Linked DNA regions of Danio rerio: region 2 is linked to region 1. Evidence: chromatin contacts called from public Hi-C data. All regions are on one chromosome and are shown on one strand. The core of a region is the stretch at or near the end of the contact, and the rest is flanking DNA. Distances in the headings are between cores, read along the strand shown.

Evidence for each region. A called contact is a pair of places that touch in the nucleus more often than the background predicts.
Region 2: a contact with region 1 is called in a Hi-C map of an unstated tissue, with 5 times the contacts expected there. The contact joins the promoter of tmem14ca here to the promoter of ofcc1 in region 1. A contact is called at or near these places in 2 of 18 Hi-C or Micro-C datasets (caudal fin and an unstated tissue) and 2 of 4 datasets of contacts at active chromatin or transcription factors (caudal fin and gastrula embryo).

What each region holds. Positions count from the first base shown.
Region 1 is chr24:8,907,965-8,915,639 of GRCz12tu, forward strand. ofcc1 (orofacial cleft 1 candidate 1) reads right to left here and starts at 4,326. Exons shown (of 22, transcript XR_012399704.1): 1 at 4,082-4,326. It also overlaps a transcript of tmem14ca not described here.
Region 2 is chr24:9,079,928-9,087,602 of GRCz12tu, forward strand. It overlaps tmem14ca (transmembrane protein 14Ca), which reads left to right and starts at 4,807. Exons shown (of 5, transcript NM_001045438.1): 1 at 4,807-4,868; 2 at 5,217-5,301; 3 at 6,929-7,030; 4 at 7,158-7,245. The coding sequence starts at 5,226. It overlaps tfap2a (transcription factor AP-2 alpha), which reads right to left and starts at 755. Exons shown (of 7, transcript NM_001319158.1): 1 at 666-755. The coding sequence starts at 728.

The DNA of each region.
Region 1 (7,675 bases), core at 3,076-5,575:
CGACCCCTGAATAATAATGGGACCAAGCCGGAAAAAAAAAATGAATGAATGAAAAATAAAAATAACATTTGATAATATCTTTAATAAATAATCTAATCCTGTGATTTGACTATTGCAGATAAACATTTCGGTATCAATACTTAAATGATATATTGTTCAACTCTAAGGTAATTACTGTTTAAGTAAATGTATGTGGTCTAGATCAGGGGTTCTCAACTGGTTTGGCCATAGGACCCACATTTTTACATGAGGTCATCAGGTCGCGACCCAAATTTTTAGGAACTATTATACAATTTTAAGAATTAAAATTAATTTGTATTTATTTGTTAACATACACAAGTAGTGACAGATAAATCATAGAAAAATCACCAAGACTCACAAATAAACACTATTTTATTGCTGTCATTTAATAAAATTTATCAAATTATAAAAATAGTACAAATGAAAAACGACAAATACTGTTAACAGTGGTTAGGGCAAGGAAAGGTTCAGTTACCATGAACTAAACTGAACTGTTAATAAAAAATGTTGTCTGGTTTTTAAATGTCGTTTTAATTTAGAAGGTTTCATGCTCTCTTGTGAGAGCACCTCACTACATATGACACACTGAGACTTTAAGTCTTTTTTTGTCATCAAAATATGTACGTACATACTTTACATATTCGGGGTTGCACTTGTGCTTCGACATATTTGTTGCAAAAATTAAATGAAATTTCACATGTCAAACGGTAGGGTTATCGCGCATGCATTTCAAAATAAAAGTCCAGTTTAAGCAAAATAGATTAAACTTTTGATATTTTTTTGACCACACACTCCATGACCCAATGAAAATGTTTGCACGACCCACTTTTGGGTCGCGACCCACCAGTTGAGAAACACTGGTCTAGAGTGTGTTCTTTAGAACGAATTCCGAATGGGAAAACAGAAATGTAAAATTCTAATCTAAAGTAATTCATTCATTTATTCATTCAATCATTCATTCATTTTCTTTATTAATCTGGGTTGCCACAGCGAAATGAACCGCCAACTTATCCAGCACATGTTTTACGCAGCGGATACCTTTCCAGCTGCAACCCATCTCTGGGAAACATCCATACACACTCATACAGACAATTTAGCTTACCCAACTCACCTAAACCACATGTCTTTGGACTATGGGGGTAACCGAAGCACCCGGAGGAAACCCATGCGAACGCAGGGAGAACATGCAAACTCCACACAGAAGCGCCAACTGACCCAGCCGAGGCTCGAACCAGTGACTTTCTTGCTGTGAGGCGACAGCACTACCTACTGCGCCAATGTGTCGCCCTAAAGTAATTCAAATATAAGTCAAAAATATATCCACAGAAGCGCTTTAAATGTAGATTTAATGCACTGCATATCATAAAACTTAAAACTAATACCTGCATTATGCCACAATATAATTAGCATTTAATATATCTTCATTCATTTTCATTCAGCTTAGTCTCTTTTTTAGAGGTTGCCACAGCGGAATGAACCGCCAACTATTCCAACATACGTTTTACATCTTCCAGCTGTAAGCCAGTACTGGGAAACACCCATATACACTTATTCACACACAAACTACGACCAATTTAAGTTTACCCAATTTACCTACTACATGGCTTTGGACTGTGAAGAAAACCAGAGCACCCAAAGGAAACCCACATGATTACAGAGAAAACATGACAACTCCACAAATGCCAACAGGCCCAGCCAGGACTCAAAACTGTGACCTTCTTGCTGTGAGGCAACAGTGCTCACCACCATGCCACCCCATTTAATAGACAGTTGAATGGAAAATTATTAGTCCTTCAGTAAAAATTAAAATAAACTGCACTTTAAGCTGAATATATTGATGAATAACTAAAAAAAAATATTTACTGTTAACTAGGCAAAGACAAGCCATTAGAGTTATTAAAAATTAATTAGTAAAATTATTATGCTTTAAAAAAATCTTCACTGTTTAACAGCAGTACAGCACTTAGAAAACATTTAAAAATAATAAATACAATTTCACAAAAGAGCTAATAATTCTGACTTAAACTGTAAAGTATATGCACATTCGTGTATTCATTTCGTCAGCCAAGGACCAAATAAAAAAGAAGCAAAAATATGCAGAAGAACGCCGCTTATGTAAACAGTAGAATGAGGCAGTGACTGGGTTTTAGAACACAGTTATTGATATCTGAGTGAAAACTACAGCTGTGATGTGTGTGTGTACAGAGTGTTTTACAGGCTGGATAGCTCAAAGGCTGTGTCTGCCGTGATATATTTAATATGCATGCTAAAGAGAGGAATAAGACTATTAGAGAATTTTCTGCTTTCTTTGAATGTGCCGTGCCTGCTCACTGTGATAAAGAAAAGAGGAAAGATTGTGTGAACGAGTCTGGCATGGAAAAGCATCTCTTTTAGTGGTCGTATTGTGCATGTTACTGACACAATTGTCAAAAGGACACCTCAAATTATTGGAAAAACTGGCCTGAGGTCATCATGAGTACTTGATCTTCAAAACACCATGACCACAGGGAGTATTTAGAGGACATCTTGAGGAGATTCCTGACAACGGCTGATTGTGTATTTACTTATAGACTTTGAATCTCTCTGATAACTGTGGTCAAAAACACAAACCAGGTCCAGCCAAAAGAAAAAGTACTTTAGTGAATACTGATTGTTTTAAAACGTGTATATGGAATTTAAATCCAGCTGTTAAGGAGCTCTAAAAAACCGCAGTGTTATTATTTAGCTCTATAGTCAGAGTAATGTTGATTCGGTTCAGATCAAAAAACGCTAAATTATGAAACAATTTTGATTAAACTAAATTACTTAGACATTAATTAGAAATATTGATCAAAACATTTCTCATCAGTCGTGTCAATCTCTATAGTAGCTAAATTTGAAATATAATTTGTCTTGGGTATATTTAATTGCAGTACATTTTGACAGAGTAAATAAGTTTTATAAGTAAATGTAAGTTTTAGAACTCTAGAATAAATATTTTCTAACTTAGCAGAGCAAGGAAATTTCAGAGCCTGTCTGATCTTTTTTTTCTGAAGAAGAAGAAAGTCTTATTTGTTTCATTTTGGCTAGAATAAAAGCAGTTTTCAACTTTTTAAAAACCATTTTAAGGTCAATATTATTAGCCCCTTTAAGCTATATTTTTCTACAGAACAAACCACCCTTATACAATAACAAGCCTAATTACCCTATCCTGCCTAGTTAACCTAATTAACCTAGTTAAGCCTTTAAATGTCACTTAAAGCTGTATAGAATTGTCTTTAAAAATATTTAGTCAAATATTATTTACTATCATCATGGCAAAGATAAAATAAATCAGTTATTAGAAATGAATTATTATAACTATTATGTTTAGTAATGTGTTGAAAAAAATCTTCTCTCCATTAAACAGAAATTAGGGAAAAAATAAACAGGGCGTGGGGGGGGGGGTCTAATAATTCTGACTTCTATATAAATGTAATACATACATTTGTGTTTGCGTTGTGAGGTTTTTGCAGTGCACGTCATTAAACCAATGAAGTTTCTGCTTCTCATTATTTTGAAGCATCAAAGAAAAGGAAAATGGGATTGTCTTAAACTGACGTATATGTAACTAACAAGATAAGGAGTACAAAAGTACCAAACACATTGCTTTTAACTTTTAATACTCTGTATATACGGTACGTATAGCTCTGGGGTCAGGAATCACTTCAAAGACAACAATATCCTCACAATTATCATTGTAATTAAATATTATTAGTGTTTTTAATAATAAATGAAGGTATAAGAACAGTAATAAAATGCATTGGTAATCACATAATGAATAATAAAAATAAAAAGGAACCCTGCAAGTTCTTAAAGAAATCAAGCCTCAGTCAAGAAAGAAAAAGTAGCAAGTAAAAGTAAGTTAATGTAAAGCACATAAAAAGTAAGAAGTAGTTACTATTTTAATGAGTAACTCAATATTGTAAGACATTACTTTCAAAAGTAACTTTCTACACAGCACAATGTATGACACAAAAAATATTTATATACATGGCTGGGCAATTAATCGAAAATAAATCGGGTTAGCGATTGATCTTACCTGTGACTCTAATGCAGGTCTTGACCATCTTGACAAGAAATCGCATACTGTATGTGTGTTACAGTAGTAGCAAATCTCCGAAGGAGGGCCAGAGGTCGCCCTCGTACGGAAACCCAAAAACGAAACCAAGGAAATGCCCATAGTTGCATTGTAAACAGAAGATTAACCCAGAAAGTGACTAGCGAGATAAAAAGGTATTGCTAGCATGACTTATTTACGTTTCTTAACTTGGTCTCGTGATGCACGCATTAGCCAATCACATTACGCATTTTATACTCCTTCCAGAACTGCAATAGAGGCGGCGTTAGCTTTAGCGGTCATGCTATTTAGGCTAAAGGTTGATTTAACTGAATTCATTAATTCAGCGTGACTAATGATCACATAACTTCAGAATCATCTGACGTAAGGATTTATTTCAAACAATTGTCTAATATGTGAGTTTGGAGTATAAACATGCTAGTATGTGGTATTTTCATGTGTAACTATACAGAGAAATGAGCAACTGTCATAAACGTTACCACTGAATGGCTATCTGTATTTCATTAGAATTATCAATTATTTCGATTTTAAACGCGGTTTTGCGTAGATGGTCTAGTGCAGGGGTTTCCAAACTCGGAGGGCTGGTGTCCTGCCTACTTTAGTTCCAACCCCAATTAAGCACACCTGAACCAGCTAATCAAACCGTTCTAGTGGGCAACCTCGGTCCTGGAGGGCTGGTGTCCTGCATATTTTGGCTCCAACTTTAATCAAAAACACCTGAACATGCCAATCAGTGTCTTCAAGATCACTAGAAATCTATAAGCTGGTGTGTTTGATTAACATTAGAGTGAGAGCTAAACTGTGCAGGACACCGGCCCTCCAGGACCCAGTTTGCCTACCCCTGTACTCTAAACTTCCAGGCAGGTGTCTTCAAGGAAGTTAGAGCTAAACTATGCACGACACCGGCCCTCCAGGACCGAGTTTGCCCACCCAAGTACTAGAAACTTCCAGGCAGGTTTGTTAAAGGAAGTTGGAGCTAAACTATGCATGACACCGGCCCTCCAGGACTGAGTTTGGACAGTCCTGGTCTAACGTTAGTGTATTAAAATTCTGTTCTGTTGTAAATGCTGCTCCCTCTGAAAGAAGGTGGTTATGCGCTTTATAATTCCTTTAGATTAAAATATATAATGATGCAATGGATAGCACGATCGCCTCACAGCAAGAAGGTTGCTGGTTTGAGCCCCGACTGGGTCAGTTGGCATTTCTGTCTGGAGTTTGCATGTTCTCTTCATGTCTCCCCATGTTGCGTTTCAGGTGCTCCGGTTTCTATAGGTGAACTGAACATGCTAAATTGGCTGTAGTGTATGTGTGTGAAAGAGTGTGTATCGGCGGTTGTTGGTGGTTCATTCCCCTGTGGATGAATGAATTAATAATATATATATATATATATATATATATATATATATATATATATATATATATATATATATATATATATATATATATATATATATATTTTTTTTTTTTTTTTTTTTTTTTAATTAAAGCGGTCACATTAGACAATTTGGCACCCTCTCAGAAAAAAACCCAGATTATGATTTTATTTAATTACATTTTTTGTCCGTAATGTCAGACAGAAAGTCATCTCTTTGAGAAACTCAAATTTAAACAAAAGCTGATTTCTTTAAAAACTAAAAAACTAAAATATTTTTGACAACTATTTTGTATTTCAGAGTACATCATGCTGTGCGGACATCGAGGAACATCAGAACAGGGCTCATGATTCTTCCAATTAAGGTAAAAAATAGACTTTTTTTTTTTTTTCAGCATAGGGGCAATTCCTAGGGTTGTAAATAGGCATGTAAAACAGTTTCAGGAGAATTGTTGCACTTAACCAAGCCACATGTGTTCTTTGTAGATATCAGAGAATAATGTAAACTGCATTCTAGTTTGCTTTTAAATACGCTATAGTTTCATTTATCTACTTGTAGCAATCTGTCATGAAATAGCCTAATATAGTATATTAAAAATGATTGGCCTCTTTGTATTCCGTGACAAAAATGACAGAATTAATACACAGCACAAAGATGGCAGGTTGTGGATGGTAGACATGCTAAATAATGTTTCGGGAATTTCTCCATGAACAGTTGAAAGAAGTTGATTGAAGAATTTTACAAGTATTTGATTTAACCGTTTACAGTAATTTCTGCAATATATATATATATATATATATATATATATATATATATATATATATATATATATATATGTATATGTATATGTGTATATATGTATATGTATATGTGTGTGTGTGTGTGTGTGTGTGTGTGTGTGTATATATATATATATATATATATATATATATATATATATATATATATATATATATATATATATATATATATATATATATATGTATATATATATATATATATATATATATATATATATATATATATATATATATATATATATATATATATATATATACATATACATATATATACACACACACACACATACACATATACATACATACATACATACATACATATGTGTTAAAATGCAATGTACTGGTGCAATCATTTATTTAATTTATAATTTGTTTCACATAGGGTGTGCTGTGGGGCTGGTGCTACAGTTTGTGGTCCCTAGTATGTTCAAACACAGGTAGGTGGTTGTTATTTTGCAAATACTTGTATGCCCTGGTTGTTAGGGTGTAATGTATTGTGTAAGGAACTTAAAGTGAAGCAACAATGGAAAACACCTGATTGCACGCTAAATATGTCACAGAAAATAAAATGATTCAAATTAAATGTCACAACAAGTAAAATTTAATTGTACCTGTATTATTCTAATAATAAATCATAACTCAAAACACTTTCCAAGCAAACTTAGGTGCATTTGAGTGAGTTAAAAAAAGTTGATTTTTCACACTCTGACATTGCTTGCACCCGAGATCACATGAGAAGCTAGTGTGAAAGCAGTGAAGTATGTGATATAATAATGGTAAGTTTACTTTTTAATTTCTTAGAAGGCAAATGCAGCTAATCTCATTTCTACAGATGGAGTGATATACAATATTTGTTTAGCACTTAACCACTTACAAAACCTTCTACAATACTCAGAATTTTCTTTTGGTGCCAGGTCTCATTATGTTTATGGTTTGCGTTCTGAGAAACTCTTAAAATAATCACTGTAGTGAGTTTGTAAAATAAAGCACATGAAAAAAAGTCAGCCAAGCATCTCTCCTGCATTTCCTGAAAGCAGTGCTCAATTTAAAGACCTTCTTTCCACATGATATGACCTGATGCTGGAATTCCCAACCCCGTGTCTGGATTTTTTCCAACACTGCACAGTTTGGATGAGTCTTATGTCTGATACACTCACTTGAAGCTCATGTCTTGAAGAGTTGAATCAGAAGTGTTTATTTAGGGAGATACTCAGAACAGTGCAGCACTGAATCAGGTCTTTCCCCAGAACCAGAGTTTGTCACAACTGAACTAATAGACACCCGATTCACTGTTGGATAATAGCCTGACTGACATGAGGAAAATATTAACTATGGACAAAAGACTTTTACAGAGGGTAAAAGCCTCTCGCAAATGAGATGAT
Region 2 (7,675 bases), core at 3,557-6,056, 170 kb after region 1:
GAATGGGGTGTGCTGCTTTGTTGTTCGCTGCTTATTGATTGGGGGTCCGCATCGCTGAAACCAGTCGCACAAAAGAAAATTAAGAACTAGTCTGCATTCCTAAAACTTTGTCGCAATTTTCATAATGAGAAAATTGTATACTCGTGTGACAAAAATCTAAAATCCCTTGTGTTATTTTTTACTCTGGACCACAATACTTAAGGACAGTGCACAGGGACGCAGTGCACAGTAAAACAGTGTGATAACAAACGTAGAGAGAAAATAGTAATATAGTTTTTCCCATTTATCCTGCCATAGAAAAATGTATACGAAGGCCTGCAAAGACCGAACAATAAAAAAACAGCAAATAGACTAAAATAAAATAATTAAAGCAGAAAGTAAAATAGCCTAAATAAGTAGGCATATTCATGTTCTAACAGCAAAGTTGCCCTTTTCTGACTACATAAAGAGTGTTTTTTTAAAGAGAAATCTGATCATTTTCCTCACCCCTTTCTTCACTCAGTCTCTAACGGAGATCTAGGGTGATACAGTTTTAGCTCGTAGCTTTTTATTTAAAGGCTTTTAATCATTAACTGTTATATATATAAAACGTTCATCAGAAAAGGTTTAATACTCATTAAAAGTAAAAGCAGCATCACCCTCATATCTTAAGGAAGAGAACGTACCTGCCAGTCTCCCATTTTGCCCATTAGTGACATTCTTGTCTCTTCTTTCTGAATGTGGTACATGACACAATATCATTGGGTCTTGTGTCCTTAAGCAAAATTCCACTTTACCTGAACAAAATCTACTCACCTGGCAATAAAAACAGAGAACCACCTCACGGCGCATGCGCTCTACTATGGGCACGTGTACGACAACGACACCTGAAAAAGGTAAAAGTTGAGATTCCTGCTTCAAGAGCAGGAGCAGTGTGACATTTCCCACTTTTTGTTTTAATTTTGACAATGTTAAAATATTTGCATATTATATAATTTTGCGTCATGAGACAGTTATCCCTAAACAAATGTTTGTTTAATCATTTTCACTTGATTAACATTCACTTTTATTAAGTCATACTGGTATTTCTTCCTGTCATTTTGATCATCGAAAGAGTTATTGAGTGAAATCTAAATAAACACTCTAACCACCGTGTCGGTCTGGGAATATATCAACTTTTTATCAACGGCTTAAAAAATTAGATATTCTGGTGTGCTGCAAGCGTGCAATATGGGTACCCCTGTCGCTTTGTTACATCATTTAACTGTATAAATTATTAACACATGTTAATGTAAGTAGAGTTGTAGAATTACAAATTAACCTAAGTGGAAGCGATAAATTAATTTCAGAAAGCGGCATTAAACTATATGCGCAAAAATGCATAGACAACATCAGTCTGATATCAAATTTGTATTCAGTGTTGTCATTCTAATGTTTTTAAAAATATATTTTTTTTATTACGGCACAACTTAAAGGTCTAGAAATGCTATAACAGGCTAGAATGTAGAATTTAAACGGACAATTGATTCTTATCGTTGTTGCTTGCTAATATATATATATATATATATATATATATATATATATATATATATATATATATATATATATATATATATATATATATATATATATATATATATATAATTAATATTATTATTATTATTATCGTTGTATATTGCTGATACATAGCCGAGCAAAACATCAGCTTGTGTCTGATTAAATGTCTCCGAAAAAGCACCATTATAATCCAGCTCCATTAAAAATTGGCAAAATCAACAAAATTATAAAGTTCTAGCTTACATCAGTATTAACTATTGCAAATGTAAGTACAATCAAAGCAGGTTTTCTTTGCATGACAGGCCAGCAGTGAAATATAAAATAGCCTACTCTTTTAGTCTGCACATTTTATGAAATAGTGTTAGTTCAGAGATCAAGAAAACGGGTTCTCTCTTAAGTCATCTAACGTTCTCTTGGGCCCTCTATTGGACAATGTTAGAAGTAGAATGTTTCTCTATCACATTTCCATTGACAAATCCCAAGGGATGCCTTTATTATCGCATTTTGCTTTCTTTACTGAGGCTGAACGACAGCCTGACATATTTCTAATGTGCTTAAATGTAAGCCTGTTTAGATTCTGATCATAGTTTAGACTAGCCTACTTTTTTAACGAGTAGGTACATGAATGAATAAATAAAAAAAATAAAATAAAAAAATAAAATAAATAGATAAATATATGCCTGACCCACAGAAACACATCATATTACTTAATGTGACAGTTTAACTAGTTTAGAATCGAGAGATCTGTCGTTCGTAACCATGTTGAACGACTGCAGAGACCCGCAACAAAAGACAAACGTTTCTCATTTAATCATCTGGCACCATCTAGTGTACATTTAAAAAAAAAGTATAAGGGGTAGAAGATTAAGCTGAAACAATTTTTAAAAAGAGAAAAAAACTTTTAGGCGCATGGCTGGAAGAAAACAGTCATTATTATATAATATCTGCTAATATCTGTTGTATCTGCGTACGTTTAGCTTTAAGAAGCCTTGTTAAATAAATCGGCAGTTTAATTTTTTTCTGATTTAGTTTTAATGACATGCTACAAATGCTACAGTTTCTTTATGTAGGCTAAAGTTGTGTTGAAATGAAAAAAAAAAAAAGTACCATGAAAAACATTATACAAATAAACTTGATTAACTGTAATTAATTAACTTTTAGCTCTGCTATAGACCAGAATGAACAAATATGACAGATTGCTGTGTTGCTAAACTGTTTGATTTCTAGTTGAAGTGTCTTCGTGGTGAAAATCTGTTATTAGGATAATTAAAATATAGCACATATTTACACATATATAAAATATAGCTAATATATTTGAACATGTACATATTTGTAACTCCAGTGGTTGAAAAAGATATATCTGCAGCCATTTTTGCAATATTTTGAAGTATTTTGCAAATAGGACATATTTTACATATGTAAAATTAAATATAAACTTGCATTCCATATTATGAATAACTAAATTTGAATTTTATTAGTGCTATCGCAACAGATTAAAAAAACTTAAATTAATAGAAAAGAATAGTAGTCATCTGAAGCATAGCTCACTGTCTGTCATAAGTTTTCATCAGTCCGTTCTTGTGGATTTGGCCATAGGTTCTCATACACATCACAGTGAATGCTTCCATTAGCCAAGCATCTTTGAACGTTCTGGCATGTTAAAGCCAGTCTTATGTCAGTTACAAGGGATTTTCAAGCATAGGTCAAACATGAAAATGTTATCAGTAAAAGAGTACCATATCTGGCAAAGTATATGAAGATGAAATATGGCATCTATTGATATGGGTCATGTTCTGTGGTAATTGCTATCATCTGACCTATAGTGAAATGTTCTTGATTTAAACAAATACATCAGTCTCCATATAACTATGCATCAAAATGCAAAAGTCCCTTTTAATTTTGTGCTAGTATCAGTTTACTTACATAATTAGAATTTAATGACTACACTGTTAGTGTCAGGTGTAATGTGTGAGTTACATTGTGAAATGGCATTGATTAATATTTTAATTTGAACAGTTAGTTTAAGTTTAATGAACAAAGTATCTTTGATTTAGTTGTATTGTATCCAATTGTCGTTATTGTTGTTATTGTTTGGAACACCCACCCCCTCACTGACAAAGGTCCAGAATTTGTCCTATACATAAGCTCATTTGTCTTTTTTTGACTGCTAGGCTATCATGAATAGTAAAAATAACCTACCGAAAAAGGTTTTAAGACCAAGCCGAACCCTGGTGTGACTTCAGCTAATCAGTTTTGGCCAATGCAAACAATTGTTGAGTCCAAAATACAGCTGTGCAAAAGAATATCCCACATAAGCAAAGTCATCTTTCGCTACTGTATTCTTTTGCTACTTTTATTCTAAATCTTGGACCTTATTCTTGAAACAAAGTTTGACCAAGTGAAGCACCAAAAGCAGCCCATATTAAAATTAATTTGAATACTATTAGAGGCTCTGAATTCTTCTTCTTCTTCTTCTTCTTATTATTATTATTATTATTTTATTTTGGCTATTGTTATTCATTAATTTTCAAATGCATTTTTTTTACAAGAGAGGCTCTTAATTATTATTATTATTATATTTTAATTTTTGTTATTTAAATGGCCAAATTCTAAGGAAAGTTCATTGTTTTTTTATTTGCCTAATAAATTACAATAGGCTACCGTTTTTAATTTAAAACTTTATGATATGTGATGTTATGAATTTGTTTTTAAAAAAATAAACATTTCTTTGTTCCAAATATTTTGGAAATATTTTGTGCATCAAAAAGTGTGGTAAGAATGACCATCCGGCAAGCTAATTCAGCTAAAAATAGAGCTTAAAATGTCACTAAATTCAGTTTTTAAATCTCATAATTAAGTAGAAAATGAGACGAGTAACTGCAAAACAGGTCCACCCCTTTTACCTGGCTGACCACGCGATTGATAATGATTGTAAAAAAAAATATATATATATATGTAAAAGTTTCTACAGAATACACGATGAGAATACAGAAAGGGAAACATTAGTAAAAGTAATGCATTTCTATAAAATATATTTAACATTTAGTAAAAGTTTAGACATAATATCATTTATCAAGCATATACAAGAAAAGAAATGTGAAAGGAAAGCAAGGTGGCGGGAGGCTGTTTATTTCACTTTAAAATGTTCAAAGATTTAACTTCATTTCCCATAAGTAAACAGGAGAAACGTTGTAACGCAACACGTCACGTGCGTAAAATTTCATTGGTGTTTGTGTGTCAGTCTTTATGACGTAATAAGGAACTTCGCACATTACGAGTTGACTACACGAAGCAACCAAGGACATCCAGCAGATTAGACTCTCAAGCTGCAAGTATTAGTCTAATTTTAATAAACACATTACACTGGTGTATCTTGAGTAATCAAATACGCTGAATAAACACCGCGCCGCTCTCTGCTATCACGGTTGTTAATAGAAATGCAAGCTCACGCTGAGATAAGCTGAAGTTTATCAGTGACGTTTGAGTGTGTGTATATCATTCAGACTGTCACTTTTCATTGTTATGGTTGATTGTTTGATCATTGTATAGTGTGGTTCATCACGCTGCTCATGAATTCTACTGCAGTTGTCGTTTTTATACAGGTGTGCTTTGGCATTCAGTTGACAGGGGCTGTAAGCTGTCGGCGTCTGAGGTTTAAATGTGTCGATATGTGTCCACAGGTGTTAGGGATGGCAGTGGATTGGGCTGGATATGGATACGCAGCGCTAGTTGCATCTGGTGGAGTCATTGGATATGTTAAAGCAGGTAATGAGAATGCTCGATGAACATATTTTATTCCAAACCTTTAACCCGGATTTGCTGGTGATTGTTTTTTCATGCTATAGTAGGCTGCTTTTACATTAAGGTAACGTTAGTTTTATATTCGCACATTCGTTCATTTATCTGTCTCTATATTGTTTACCACGCTAATTTGAATATTCGGTCATGATTAGAACGCAAGTATGACTTTAAAACAACATTAGCACTGTCTAATACAGGGGTTCCCAAACTTTTCAGCCCGCGACCCCTTAAATAACAATGCCAGTGACTCACGACCCCCATCTTTCAAGGTGGTCATACAGCAAATATACAAACGTTGCACACATAACTATCGATAGAGGTAAAGTTGGTTTTATATTCGCACATTCGTTCATTTAGAAGTCTCTGTATTGTTTACCACGTTACTTTGAATATTCGATCAGAATTAGCATGCAAGTGTGACTTGAAAACAGCATTAACACTGTTTATTTGACTGAACAATGTTGTACTTTGATAGTCAGTGGCTGCTAATATGATTTCGCTGTTTAGAGCTTGCAAATAATACTTTTATGAAATTTATATTATTAAGGAAAAAATCTGAATGTGCGAATATAAAACTAACTTTACCACTATTAACTATCGGCATATACAAACACGAGCATATACACAATACAAACATGCAACAGTCTATTAAAATATAACGTTTTTTTCAGTCATTTATTAATTGAATTACATTTCAAAATGGCTGATTTTTATTTGTATGTTGTTGTTATTTCTTTAACACAACTATTAACTGTCTTCTGTGGGTTATGAATAAAATATGGTAATTCAAATAGTTTAATAAAATGTATTTGAGTTTTGGAAATCACCAAGCGACCCCTCGACATTGTCCACTTTTAGAACCACTGATCTTATAGACTGTGAACAATGTTGTACTTTGATAATCATCAGCTGCTAATATGATTTCCCTATTTATTATTGGCAAAGAATACTTTTATGAAAATATATCATTAAGAAGAATGTCTGAATATCCAAATATAAAACCACCTTTACCTCTATAAAGTTGATTTCATATTTACAAATTCAGACTTTTGCCTTAATAATAACATTTCAGAAAAGTATTCACTGCAAATTCTTAATAGTAAAGTCATATTAGCAGCCAATCACTATCAAAGTACAACATTGTTCACTGTCAATTAAATAGTGCTAATGTTGTTTTGAAGGCATACATGTAACTTCAGTCCAAATATTCAAAGTATCATTGTTAACAATACAGAGAGCATGTCTGTTATCACTGAACAAGTGTGTGTATATAAAACCAATTTTACCTCAATTAGTTTTACCCTTATGAAATTTAACCATGGTTTTAGTACAAAATAATAAAAAAAAGCCTGTTTTTTTCCAAATGTATTTTTTCTATTATAAAATCATGTCTTTGTCTGTAACAAAACTATGGTTGATTATAAGAAGAGAAACCTGTTTGATAAGACTGTATTTATTTATTTACTGTTTTATGTGGAGTGATTATTTATTTGTTGGATAATAACATGATCCAGAACTGAACTGAACCACTGAATTTGAAAGTGTTCTCAGTGTTTTAGTAATCTTTTCTTCTAACTGATTTGTCTTTTAGGCAGTGTCCCGTCTTTGGCAGCAGGGCTTGTCTTTGGAGGTTTGGCTGGTTTTGGTGCTTACCAAACATCACAAGATCCTGGAAATATTTGGGTGTCTTTAGGTTTGCATTTATTTCCGGATCTATATATTCTGTTTCTGTATCTTAAAGCAGCTTGCATTTATAAATTAGGTCATACTGTTTACTACAACCATGTGTCTTCAGTGTTTTTTTATTATTATTCCCCCAGCTGCATCTGGGACGCTTGCTGCTATCATGGGGAAGAGATTCTACAACTCGCGCAAAATCATTCCAGCTGGTCTCATTGCTGGAGCGAGGTAACTAACACATCTCAAAGTAAATTAGTTTGAGAAAGGATATCCATTATTTTTAATCTCCCAAATCCCTTTTACACAGCAGTCATTTTATGCTAACATTGCTTTTAACAACATATCTAATTTTAACCTTTGTCCCATTACTATTAGCGGTTTAACTCACAAACCCTCCACAGTATCAGTTTTTGAAACTCGTATGAAATTATTATTTTATTTTTTTGAGTTTTTGCAGTTAAACTCCAAATTTATGCGCAAGAACTCTTTTTAAAAAGATTTTATTTACACTTTCATATGGACTCAGTCAAAAGTGTAAAGGTGAAAAATAATAGGTAATGCGCTGAGTTGCTTGAAATCAATGTAAATATGTGATGATTGAAGTTGATCTAGATGTTGACCTCGCTGTAATGGAGTAATAGCAGCAGGACAGTTATAA